Regions from separate parts of the Mus musculus genome. Here region 2 is linked to region 1. A link is a contact called in public promoter capture Hi-C data. All regions are on one chromosome and are shown on one strand. The core of a region is the stretch at or near the end of the contact, and the rest is flanking DNA. Distances in the headings are between cores, read along the strand shown.

Region 1 (6,286 bases), core at 1,463-3,962:
GTGGGTCGTGACCCCTTTGGAGGTCAAATGACCTTTTCGCAAGGGTCACATATCATATCACACACCACACATATTGGATATCTGCATTGCAATCTATGGCAGTAGCAAAATCACAGTCGTGAAGTAGCAAAGAAGCATCTTATGGTTGAGGATCACAGCATAAAGAACTGTATTAAAGGGTTGCAGCCTGAGGAAGATTGAGAGCCACTGTTCTAGAGCATAAGCTAGCAAGAGGTGGGGAGGCTCTCCCTGGTCTAAAACTAGCTTCTGGTTCTGGGAGATAGGGCATCCGTGCCAAGTTCAAATGAGTGATGACTGCATAGTCTGCACTGGTCAGCGTGGCAGGCAGACCAGATTCTACTTGCCTGGATGGAACTCCCCGATGTCCCAGGGCTGCAGGGAACGCAGTCTTGATGGCAGTGAGCCTTCACTCAGTCCCCTCCTCACCACAGTGCTGCCAAAGGGAAGAAGAGAACTTCCTCGCCAAAGCTAGCCTCTGCCAAGGCACCAGAAGCTTATCCGAGGAAACAAGAGGTCATCTGTGTCCCCTCTCCTCCTATGTTCTCCCAGAAGCCATTATCTGCATAAACTGCCACCCCCAGCTTGACTTCAGTGCCAATCTGGTCTTTATAGATAATATTGGCAATTTCATATGAAACTCAAGAATCATGCCAAAATGCAATCAATGTCCATATGTATCCTGTGGTGGCAGGTGATTATAGATCCCGCACTAAAGAACACAGGAGGGGCCTTTGGGGAAAACACTGAAAAGTGATGGGTGATTTCATTGGTTGGTTGGTTGGTTGGTTAGTTGTTTTGTTTTTTACATGATGTTCTTAGAAAAAGCCAGACACACAAACAAAATTTACCAAGTTTTCTAATTCACTAAACGAGCCATTGTAGATTTGAAAACATCTCATACGTGTTTGGAAGACTGTTTGAAAGGAAATGTGAAAACATATAAATATTTTGCATGTGGTTAGACCCTTTTAAAATAAATCTTCCCGGAAGCAATTAAAGCAGAGAGCCTTCTAGCCTATTTCATGTTATTCCTGCATTACTTTTGTACAGACATTCCCCCCCCAACAAATGTTAGATTCTACCATGCACTAACCATCAGTCTATCATTTTTAACACCTAATCATTGAGTGGGGTTTTAGCCTATCTGCCAACCCAAAACTGCCCCCCATGCAATCAACCGGCAGCCAGGCCTTTGAAGGTTTACTCCAAAGGTAGAAAGACAGAGAGAAAGAAGGGGGAGGGGCTTGATTCTTTTCATATGCATCAAGATCCAACTGAAGTTCCTTCTCCCTGTTCCCAGTGAATAACACTAGTGTTCAGGCAGAAAGGGGAGGGGGTGGCCCACATCTGGAAAGCTCCTAGTCTTTTCTGATGGTATGAATGAATCCTCAGGATGAATTTAATCCCTAATTTAAACGCATGTGCGCGCGCGCGCACACACACACACACACACACAATAAATAAATAAATAAAATTTAAAAAGCATTCCTTTCTATGCATATACCCCAAGGTGCAGAAGTAGTCTTTTATACTACACACTTGCCTACCTGCCATGGTTGGGGCAGAAATTTATTGGGAGGGGTGCTTCTTGATTGCCTTGATGGGACACACACACACACACACACACACACACACACACACCAAGACTCCAGTAAATCGAGAAAGTCCGTGCAACTTTAATATATAAAATGTGTCAGCCAGCCATGGGTAGGAAAGAGAAAACCTGACCTACTACTGGGGGTAACAGTGCAGATGTGTCAGCCGTGGTAACCCGCAGTTACCCCCTTGGTAACTTAAGGCTACCTGCTAGGTGGGTTTGAACCCAAGAGACTAGAAAGCCGAGAAAGCTCCTTGGGGGAGCCCGAGCACAGACATTTCTGAAGAAATGGCACCAGGCTCCCTCCTTTTTTCCGAAATGACTATTCCTAGGTGCCACCTGAACATTTCAATGCTGTCCCCAAAGGGCTTCTGCCAGTCACATGTAAAAGGAGCTCCTGGTGTTCTGAGCCCCGCAGCCTGCTGCAGATCCTGACCTGCTCAACCCTCCATGGCAACAGTTTTCCAGGCAGAGAAGTAACGCAGACACCTATTTGAGGCTCTGTAGGGCTGTCAGTTCAGGAACCAGGGACATAGAAGGAGACCTAGGCTGACCCTGGCTGCCTGGGCACAGCATGGGGTGTCGGGAGAAGGGGCCAAGAGTAAAAACTGCCATCATCAGCTTCAAAGATCACAGGAGAGAGAGAAACTTCCCTAGGGCACGAGCCAGGCTGCCTGTCCTGGTCTTAAGGAGCAGCCTAAATTCCAGGGACAGGTGTGCGCGGGGCTGGTGAAAGGATCAGACTTGGGGCATCGGAGCTAGGGCCGCCAGACTTGCTTCCAGACTAGGAGCTACTACGGAAGCAGGTCTCAGTCCTGGGCATGCTAGGATTACTGTGCGCTGAGGGTCCCAAGAAAAGGAGGAGAGGATTTCTTTTGATCCCGTATGGAACATCCCCGGCACCAACCAAGGAGGGAATCTCGAACCCAGGCCCCGGCGAGACACAGCAGCGCAAACAAAGTTGGGGCTCCCAGAGGCTGAGTCTTTAGGTCCCCTCCCGCGGTGCACCACTACTTACACAAAGACCCCGAAGAGAAGGGCTCGCACCCCGATCTCGATGGCCAGCTCCCGCATGGTGCAGCCGGAGTAGCTCCCGCAGCGGCAGCTGGCGCTGTCCGTGGCTCCCACGGCTCGGCCGGAGCGGCTCTCCGGAGCCTGGGCGGTGAGGGAGGCGCGCTGCAGGCCGCGGGCGGGGGCGGGAGGCGGGCGCGGGGTGGGGGCGGCGGGGAGGGCTCAGTCCCAGCCTCCCGCTCTGGGCTCCCGGACACCCAGACACCAGCCTCTTCAGGTCCCACTCCTGATAACGCCGATCAGGGGCGCGTCAGGGACTCACTGCTCACTTGCGATCAGTGCTGTTTCTGTGTCCTGGGTTTGCGCCTGGCGCCCAGGACCCAGGAGGGGAAGCCTGGGGGATGCCCTGCTGTCGTCGCCGCCGCCTCCCTCCCGGCGCGCTGCGCGGCTTCCCGGCTACTGGGCCGCCCCTGGGCTCCGCGCCCAGCAGCACGCTCCGCCGGCGGCCGCTGCGCGCCTCCTCTCCAGCCTGCGACTCCTGCTCTGGCTCTCTGCTCTTTCTTCGCACACCCGCACGTGGACATGGAGATGGGCGCTTTGGGGATTCTCTCACACTCAGGACAGCCCTGGCATTCTCTGGCTCCACCTGGGAGCGCTTCTTCCTTTCTGCTTTCTGACCCTCTTAGGTCTTACCAACCTCAGATTTTCTTTTCCCCACCCCTGATTCTAGAAAGTTCCCAGAAGATTGCTCCCAATCTTTGCTTTCTCTCAGAAGGTGCCAGACTGGAATACAAAAACCCTGACACAAACTGAGGGCCAATGTGAACTTGGTCCCCGCCCTCTTATGCCACCATTGTTATGTAGTATCTGAGGACCCTCTCCTCTCCTCCAGCATCCTCCAACACCATCAGTGGCTTGGGGCTGCTGTGCTGTGGATATGAACAGCAGCTCTCTTAGCATCCCTGCCTGCACATAGCAGGCTATCATCAGGCAACAAGTAGAAGCAGGAGCCTTGGTCTCAGTACTCAGTCAGAAATTCAAATATAAATAAATGGTGGCCTGGGGGTGACAACCACAAGCCTGGGACCGGCGGCTTGGTCTTGGCTTTGCATTTGCATCACCCGTAGAAGTCATTAATCATACTTGTAGGGTTGTCTCTGGGGAACTTGGATCTTTCTTGGATTCTAGGAAAGACCTCTCAGGATTTTGTGAGCAGGGATGGATTAGAAGTTGGCTCCCGGTCCTGGGGATCTAGATTTCCCACTTGGACCCAAGTAGGAGTAGGTAGAAAGCAGACCCTGTTGCCAATGGCACATGCCAGCCCTTAGACAGCTGAGCCCAGGCGCCTCAGTGGGGAGGGATCCAGGCTGTGTGGAAGGAACACCATCCCAGCAATTGAAGATACAGAAGCAGTGTCTGCTGTCTGTGGAGGGCTTTGGCACGTGAGCAGTGCATGTATAGATCATCAGGCACATGGGATATCATGTTCAGGGAGACCAGGAGAGATGTGGAAGGAGGAGGAAGTGGCTCTGTTCTCCATGACTTGGGCCTAGCATTCCTATGAAGACAACTCTCTTCCCACAGCTTGACCAAGTTGTACCGGAAACCCTACGGCTGAGGTTGCCCGGTAGCTGTGTTCTGAGTGGAGTGATAACAAGAATGCGAGCAGAGACTTCACTTAACTGTAAGCATTAACCAGGCAGCTGTGCAAAGTGGGGTGCTGGATGCTAGGACTCATAATGTATTTCGCCCTGGAGAAGAGGGGTTCCACCAATCACACAGAGAAGTAAGACAAGATTAGGTGGGTGGTGAGGACCTCCTTGTGGCAGTCCTACCTACTCACCAGAGTCTATAGCAGAGACTACAATTGTGAATCTTATGTTTACGTTGTATTTGCTGTCTATTTGAGGCACCATCTCACTTCAATCACACTGACCTCAAAATCTCTGTAGCTTACATTGGCCTTGAACTTCTGACCTTCCTGCCTCTGCCTTCCAAAGCTGGGCTTATAGGTATGTGCGATTGCCATGTCAGGATGAAGATTATGGCTTTCATTTCTTATCTGTAAGAGAGTTACCTGGAGAGAGAACCTGAAAAGGTGTGCGACTTCATTGCTACAGTTAAGAAGTGACTTTGAGCCAAAAGAATAATGTAAACACCAAGAGCCAGCCACAAACCCTTTGATCTACAATGGTGTCCTGCCTGCAAGATCTGCTAGGGCAATGTTGGCACAAGCTTGTGGGAGTAACCAACTAATGTCTGATTAGACTTAAGACCCACTCCGTGAGATGGAGCCCATACCTGACACTGCTTGGAGTGACCAAGAACCTGAGACTTGATAGCCCAGGGACCTAGGGTAAAACCAAATACTACTGTTCTGAAAGAGAGAATGAGAGAGAGAGAGAGGGAGAGAGAGAGAGAGAGAGAGAGAGAGAGAGAGAGAGAGAGAGAGAAAGGAAGAAAGAAAGAAAGAAAGGAAGGAAGGAAGGAAGGAAGGAAGGAAGGAAGAAAGAAAGAAAGAAAGAAAGAATGAAAGAAAGAAAGAAAGAAAGAAAGAAAGAAGGAAAGAAAGAAAGAAAGGAGAGAGAGACAAAAATATAACAATAAAATGAGTCTTAATGATATTCTACTATACTGTGCCTCGCTCAGCCATCATCAGAGAAACCTCCTCCTTCACAGAACAAGTGTAAAGACCCACAGCCAGACATAATGCTGAGAGTGAGAGACCTTGGAACTCTCAGCCCTAAACAGGATGTCTCCATCAAATCCTTCCCCTCAGGGTTCAGAGAACCCCAGGGAAGAAGAAACAAAAAGAGAGTAAGAGCCAGAGGGGATGGAGGGCAGCAGAAAAGAAGGCCTCTAACCAACCTGATCAAAGCTTGGCTGAAGTCACAGAGACTCAGGCAGCAAGCACAGGACCTGCGCTGGTCTGGATCAGGTTCTTGGCACATACATGATGGCTTCCCATTTAGTGTGTTGATGGGATTCCTGGGTGTGTGTAGCTCTATTTCTTGTGCCTGCTCTTGGGCTATTTTCCTGCTCTTTGTTTTGTACAACTCTGATGAGTTAGTTTTTGTTTTTTATCACATTACATTTCTTTTTATCGCTATCTCTCAGTAGCTTCTTTGTTTGCTAATCCAACGTGGATCCAAATGGGAGGGGGGAAGGAGGGAAGAGAGTGAGAGGAGTAGAGGAAGGCAAACCCATAATCAAAATATATTGTGAGATAAACTGAGTCTATTTCAAATAAAGGGGGAGTGGCTTTGAGGGGTAGAGCTTTAAAGAACCACCTGATCCAAGCCCCACTCCTCATTTGATGCTTGAATGAGTGCTATGTCTTGTCATCTGAGACATTCTGTGCAGACTGCTCGTCCCTTTTGAGAGAGCTCGTCTACCTTTCAGACAGCTCCACTGAAAGCCCTGCCTTGAGGGAACTCACTACCCTGCAGCTTCTGTTGATTCAGTCATTCTGCTGGCCCCATTCCTGCACCCAGCCGCTGTGGTCAGAGCAGCCTTATAGCAAGCCACGGGTGCTGCAAGCTAAATGTATTTAAGAAAAAATTACTGAAAGGCCCACGGTCCTATGGGCTTCAGGTTCCACTTCATTCAGGGCGCAAAGAACATCATCAGGACTTGATGTTTTTTATCCAGCTTTCC
Region 2 (6,286 bases), core at 2,643-5,142, 1.0 Mb before region 1:
GCCTTAGTCCCCTCTGGAAACCATGTTCTGTGTAACCAAGGCTGTGCGAAGGCCGACCTCTTGGGTGTTTCTCATTGGGCCGTTCTGCTGGGGTGGGAGGGTGTTTTGGCAGTGGTGGCTCCAGAATATATTAATGGAGGCTCTTACTAATTCTTAGTAATAGCACAGTAATGATAGGGCAGCCACAAGCTCAATCCTTGATGGTCCTGCGAGATGGGAATGGTTGGTGATTATCATAGGACACACACATGGCTTCTCCCATGTGCCAACGTTTCTGGGAACCCCTGGGAGTAGCCTGGTGTTTGTCCTGTCCTCATCTGTTCATGCTTTTTGGAGTCTGTGTGACAGCTATGACATAGAGGAGCTCCTCTGCTACCTATGGAGCAAACAGATGACTCAAGGAACTGAAGTACCAGTTCACACTGCTCCAGCTCACACTGCTCCAGCTCACACTGCTCCAGTTCACACAGCTCCAGTTCACACATGCTAGGACCTAACAGAGAAGTGGGAGCTGCCACACGGCCTCCCACTATTGAAGAGTACAACCCCTCGGCATTAAAGGGAGATGCTCCTACTCGGAGGACATTACTCTTCGTACGCCAGAGTCTCATGGAGCCCAGCTCTCTACGTGAGGCTGTCCTTGAACCTCTGACTCTCTCGTCTCTACCTCCTGAGTGCTGGGATTACAGGTATTCACCACTATGTTTGGCCATGACCCTATAGTCCCTATATCTCCTATATTCCCAGGGAAGTAGGTTCATATATATTTTAGAATCCTGGATGACATTCAGTGTGAATATGGGGAGGGACACACACACACACACACACACACACACACACACACACACACGGCATTTCACTAGGGTATATGTGTATGTGTATATGAATATATATTTGAAATGCCACAAACTGATTGGGTTCCTTTCTCATCCTGGAGCACGTTGCCTGGCTGTGGACCATGAGCTTGAACTCAGCCGTGCCTAGGACCTTATAGAGATGTCATGTAAAGACAGAAAGCCTGGAGCCAGGCCCACACTGGCAGTCCTACACAGCCTTTGTTCAACCAGCTTTTCCACAGGGTGAAGGAGACACAACCCATTAAAACACAAATGTCTAAAATTAAACATCCGAATCTCAACAGAGAGCGACCCAGCGGCCCCTTTCCTCCTCTTCTCTCCCAGGGATGCGCTGACCGTTTGCTCCTCAGGATGGATAGGATGGCTGGTTTCTGCTGCCCTCAGTTCCCTTTCATTCCACTGACATATCATTCCTAGAGGGGTGGGGGAGGGGGCGTCATGAGGCCTTCTGGGGAAAGAGAAAAGGGCGACTACTCAAGACATTTTATAAAAGGGCGAAATTGGGAAGAAAGGAGGCCCCGTAGGGGGTGGAGGGTGGAGAATGTGGCCTTGTCTGGGGTTTCTTTCAGCTGAAACCTGCCGCCTAGCTGCCTTCAGTTCAAACTGTCACCTTGAGTTCTTGCTGGCTTTTCTGCCCTCACCCCCAAAACCTCAACAGATCGGGCCCTATTTACCTATTCACACTCGGCCGTGGAAACTCATTAATAGGCTTATTAGTAACAGCATTCACGGGAGGCCATTGACAAAAGGGGTTCCAGCCACTTGAAGAAGGGAGAGGGGCTAAAAATCCTGCAAAGAGATGATTTTCTCATTCAGACGCCTGGCTGGGAGGAAAGCTTTCCTGGACCACTGAGGTCACTTGAAGTCTAAATGATGCAAAATGAATTTTTTTATTTTTCAAAAATTCAAAGCATGCTTTAAAAAAATTTTTTTTAAACTTAAAATTTTCCTATTGTGGATTTGTGGCTTTCCTAACTTGGGGGAAAAAAAAAGGTGCTCTTTGGCAATCAGGGCCTTTGGACGGTGGCTACCTTTTCATCTTCATACAGAACAAATTCTGCACGCTGCCTCTGACGTTAGTTAAAGAAGGTGTTTTTGTTTTCAGCGGAAGGGCTTCCCTCCTATTCAGCATCTATAAAGCTAGAGATGAATGGGGTGGGGGAGACAGGGACAGCGGCTTCCTGGGCCATTAATTTATGTGAGAATGTGTTAACCTCATTTTCAATGGCTGGTGGGCCCACTGCAGTAGGGAAAGAGCTCTGTCCTGAGACACGGAGTTTCTCATCAGTGGGGATCATAAAGATAGAAGTGCCAGCCTGGAGCAGGACCATTCCCTTGTGACTTCAGGTTAGGGAATGAGCACACATTGACACTGAATGGCTCAGTGTCAACCTGGCTGAGGTGTTCCCACCCAGGCCACAGAACTCATTCAAAACACACCCCTTTCCACTAGACATAAACAGATCATTTCGTTTGGAAATCCGGCTGTTATTTTTGTTGTTGTTGAGTTTTCAAATTCTAATTTCATAAGTATTTGCCTGAGGCATTGAACATGGATTTGCTACCCCTTGCTTTTTAGTGATGTGCATATAAGTTTCCCAGGCTATGCTGTGAACAAAGATGATCTGATCATGTGGGGCCTGAGGAATCGTGTGTGTAAATGGCATAAGGTAGAGTATTAGGGATTCTGGTACGTCTCCTCTTTCAAACCTGTGTCCCAGGTGGACTTTACTGTCTGGCTTTGTTTGTCTTTAGGCACCAGAGAGAGTCTAAGGCTTTTCTGAACTTAGTGACCTATTTGAGCCAGGATCTTATATAGCCCAGGGCTGACACAAACTCAGCATGTACCTGAAACCATTTTCAAGCTCCCGAACTTCTCTTTATCCTGCGAGGTCTGGGACCTCAATAATTGACCCAATAATTAAGATTCAATTTATTTAGACAAAATGTAGCTGGCTTCAAACTTACTATGTAGACCAAGTTGGCCCCCAAACACAAGGCAATCCTCCTGCCTCACACTTCTGAGTGCTAGAGTTACAATTTATATGGCCTTGACTTTAAACACAACTGCTCAAGGGATGAAAGAGAGAAAGGGAGTGCGTACTGAAAGATAAATGATCTCAAGGTAGTCTAGTGGGAGAGACAAATGGGAGATGCCAATCATTACAGCCCGGCCTGACATTTAGTTAAAGAATCCTGCTTTGCAACAGAAGAGTGTAAGAGTCAGGGAGAGAATCCAATTTGCTCACGGTCAGATGACTTGGTTTTTGGTAGAGTGAGTGTGTTTTCTGTTTCTGATTCTTTGTTTCTTTCTCTGTTTCTTTCTTAGGTGGCATGGAGATCAGGCCTTGTACATGCAAGGCAAGCGTTCTACTACTAGGCTACATCTCCAACACCTCTCTAGACTCTTTCAAGTTTCTTCCCCCTCTCATTAATTAATTAATTAATTAATTTTCATTTTATTTGATTGGTATGGATGTTTGCCTGCATGTCTGTCTGCACATTGTGCATGCAGTATCTCTGAAGGCCAGAAGAGGGCGTCGGGACTCCTGGAACTGGACTTAGAGGTGATTGTGAGCAAGCCAAGTGGATGCTGGGAATTGAACCAATCTCTGGCAGTATTCTTAAACTACGGAGCCATTTCTCCAGCCCTACTTTCTTTTAAATATTTATTTCTATTTTTAAACTATATGCCTGTATCTTTGTGTTCACGAGTGCAGTTTCCTAAGGAGACCAGAGGCTTTGGATGACTCTGCAACTGGGGTTACAGGCCATTGTGAGGGACTGATATTTAGCCAGCAACTGGCTTTTGGCCTTTAAGAAGGCAGGAAGCACTCTGAACTGCTGATCCATCTCCAGCCCTCCTTTGGATTTCTTTATGTTAACCTACATTGATACTATTAAAGATGTTTTCTGTTGTAGATTGCCTTTTCCCATGGCAGCCACATTAAAGGGCTCATCCAGCAGCCGGTTGTGTTAACCTCTCCGATCTTCAGTTTTCTTGTCAGAATCTGGTTCTGTTACTCTGCAGGCAGATGTGCGGATAAGTACAATTACCTATTCACGTGTTCCCTTCCTAAAGGAGGGTTTCCCAAACACTCGTCCCCTGTCTATTGTTCAGAGGAACAAGACAACGCAACATCTCCCACGAACATCCGCTGCTTCCACCCTCAAAGCTTCATGACATGAAATGTCTGGCCCCAGTATGCTGCAGACCTATTCTAAGGTGTCTGAAGTTGCACAGCATTCTGTCATTTGTTTCCTAACTTGACATAAAACAACGTAACGCATCCACTGTGCACCAAAGCTGGCTAGGAACTGGGGCAGTGGCGTACAGAGGCCGTTCACCAACAGGGTTCCGAGAGGTCATCTGTGCACCCCTGCGGGCAGCGCGGCGGGGCCCCTCGCCTGCCTGGCGGGTGTCTCTTTGCGGCTGCTAGGCTTCGGGGGCAGCGCGGGGCTCGGGACTGCCCCAGCGCGAGGCGCTGATTGGCAGAGCGGGCGCCGCCGTCCAGGAAACGGCTCGGGTTTCAGCGGGGGGCGTGACCCGCCCGAGGAGGCTGCGGCGGCGGCGCGGGCGGCGAGGGGAGAGAGCCGGGAGAGGCGAGCGGCGGCGGCGGCAGGCGCGGAACGGGCGCACGGACGATCGAACGCGCGGCCGCCAGAGCTCCGGCGCGGGGGCTGCCTGTGTGTTCCTGGCCCGGCGTGGCGACTGCTCTCCGGGCTGGCGGGGGCCGGGCGTGAGCCCCCGGGCCTCAGCGTTCCTGAGCGCTGCGAGTGTTCACTACTCGCCAGCAAAGTTTGGAGTAGGCAACGCCAAGCTCCAGTCCTTTCTTCTGCTGCTGCCCAGATCCGAGAGCAGCTCCGGTGTCATGTCCTAGCTGTTCTGCGATCCCCGGCGCGCGTGAAGCCTCGGAACCTTGGCGCCGGCTGCTACCCAAGGAATCGTTCTCTTTTTGGAGTTTTCCTCCGAGATCATCGCCTGCTCCATCCCGATCCACTCTGGGCTCCGGCGCAGCACCGAGCGCAGAGGAGCGCTGCCATTCAAGGTAATCGTCGTGCCGAACGCCTCTGGGAGCTTCGCCAGCCGGGAAAGTGGGTGCCGTGGGAGGATGCGGGGGCGCAGGATCCCCGGGAGGAAGGCGCGGGTAAACCTATTTGGGGGCGCACCCTGTCAGTCTCTGACTGTATTGGTGATGGAGGAGTGGATGAATGCGGATGGCTGGCTTTGGGGGAGTTCTTTCAGCACCTCCATCCCAATGCTGACATCTGCCTCTGCCGCTGGCACCCCTTTCCTGTCAGACTCCGGCGGGCACAGTCCTGCCTACTGGGCGCGTTCCTTTGAGCTCAGAGCCGGCGCGCCGTGGGGCCGCCTGCCAGTGGCACAGCCCATAGGCGGTTCGGGAAGGGCATCTTTGGGGTGCCTGGTCCTTGGATTCTGGAAGCTCCAGCCTGGTACTACACAAACCCTTATGAGAGATCCTTTCTTGGGAAGAAACTGCTGGAGTGTGGTCAGGCAACATCCCCAAAGGGATGGAGATGCCGGGACGACACCTTTAGGGAGGCAGTGGCTCTGGTCCGGGATTCCGGTGCTGGCCATCCCTCACCAGCCACAGCGGTTGGCGCAGGAGGGATCGCCGCGCGCCTGGGGCTAGGGGGCGAACTGGACCGACTTTTCCTAGTTCGCCTAGCTGCTCCGACCGCTGCCGCGCCGAGATGTTGAAAGCACAGGCGAGTTCTAACTTGCGCGCTCATTCTTTCAGCGCGGGGGAATCGGTCGAGGGCCCTGCGTGGCGCTGGCTTCCACCCTCGCGGCCAGGGGGCAGGCGCGGGAGGCCGGCTTCGGCTCCGTGCCCCTGCAAACTTCCCAAGACCTTCCTTCTCCCCCCCACCTCACCCCCCAGTTCAATAAAATCTACCCTTAAAGGCAGACTTGCTTTCAAATCCACGGCACCCATTATGTGTTTGGTGTGAAACGCTATCAACATTTAAAACTCTATTGTCCCAAGCGTCCCAAATCCCTGTAAATCTTCCACCAGCCTGGACTCATTTTCATCTGAAAAGCCTGTTTAGTTTGAATAGAAAAGCAATCAGGCGCCCCTCTCGCTCTCGTTGGAATGTCAATTAAAATGCAGATTTCTCAGAGCTCTTTAGCGCCCCAAGAAGTGGGACAAAACAGGATATTTCAGGCTGACAAATGAAAGAAATGCTACAATGAAGTGGGGTGGCGATGTGCACCCCAAACTGCTTGGAGTACCCACTGAAAGAGTAGGTCAGGGATTATGGTCTTACTTACGACAGCTTATATTTTTGGGGTTTCGTTGTGTTTAGGGCCCCCCCTTGGTGTCCCCCCCCCCCATGAGCCCATGACAGCTCCCTTCCCTATTCAGCCCCGTGGAGAAGTAAGGGAGCCTTGAACCAGGGTAGAG

Evidence for each region. Promoter capture Hi-C pulls out the DNA fragments that hold promoters and counts their contacts.
Region 2: a contact with region 1 is called in a promoter capture Hi-C map of hippocampal neurons, with 5 times the contacts expected there. The contact joins the promoter of Fgfr2 here to the promoter of Plpp4 in region 1. A contact is called at or near these places in 2 of 39 promoter capture datasets (embryonic stem cells and hippocampal neurons), 1 of 484 Hi-C or Micro-C datasets (embryonic stem cells) and 1 of 115 datasets of contacts at active chromatin or transcription factors (embryonic stem cells).

What each region holds. Positions count from the first base shown.
Region 1 is chr7:129,253,520-129,259,805 of GRCm38.p6, reverse strand. It overlaps Plpp4 (phospholipid phosphatase 4), which reads right to left and starts at 2,712. Exons shown (of 7, transcript NM_001080963.1): 1 at 2,637-2,712. The coding sequence starts at 2,692.
Region 2 is chr7:130,264,414-130,270,699 of GRCm38.p6, reverse strand. Fgfr2 (fibroblast growth factor receptor 2) reads left to right here and starts at 3,892. Exons shown (of 18, transcript NM_010207.2): 1 at 3,892-4,906. RefSeq lists a promoter at 4,334-4,559.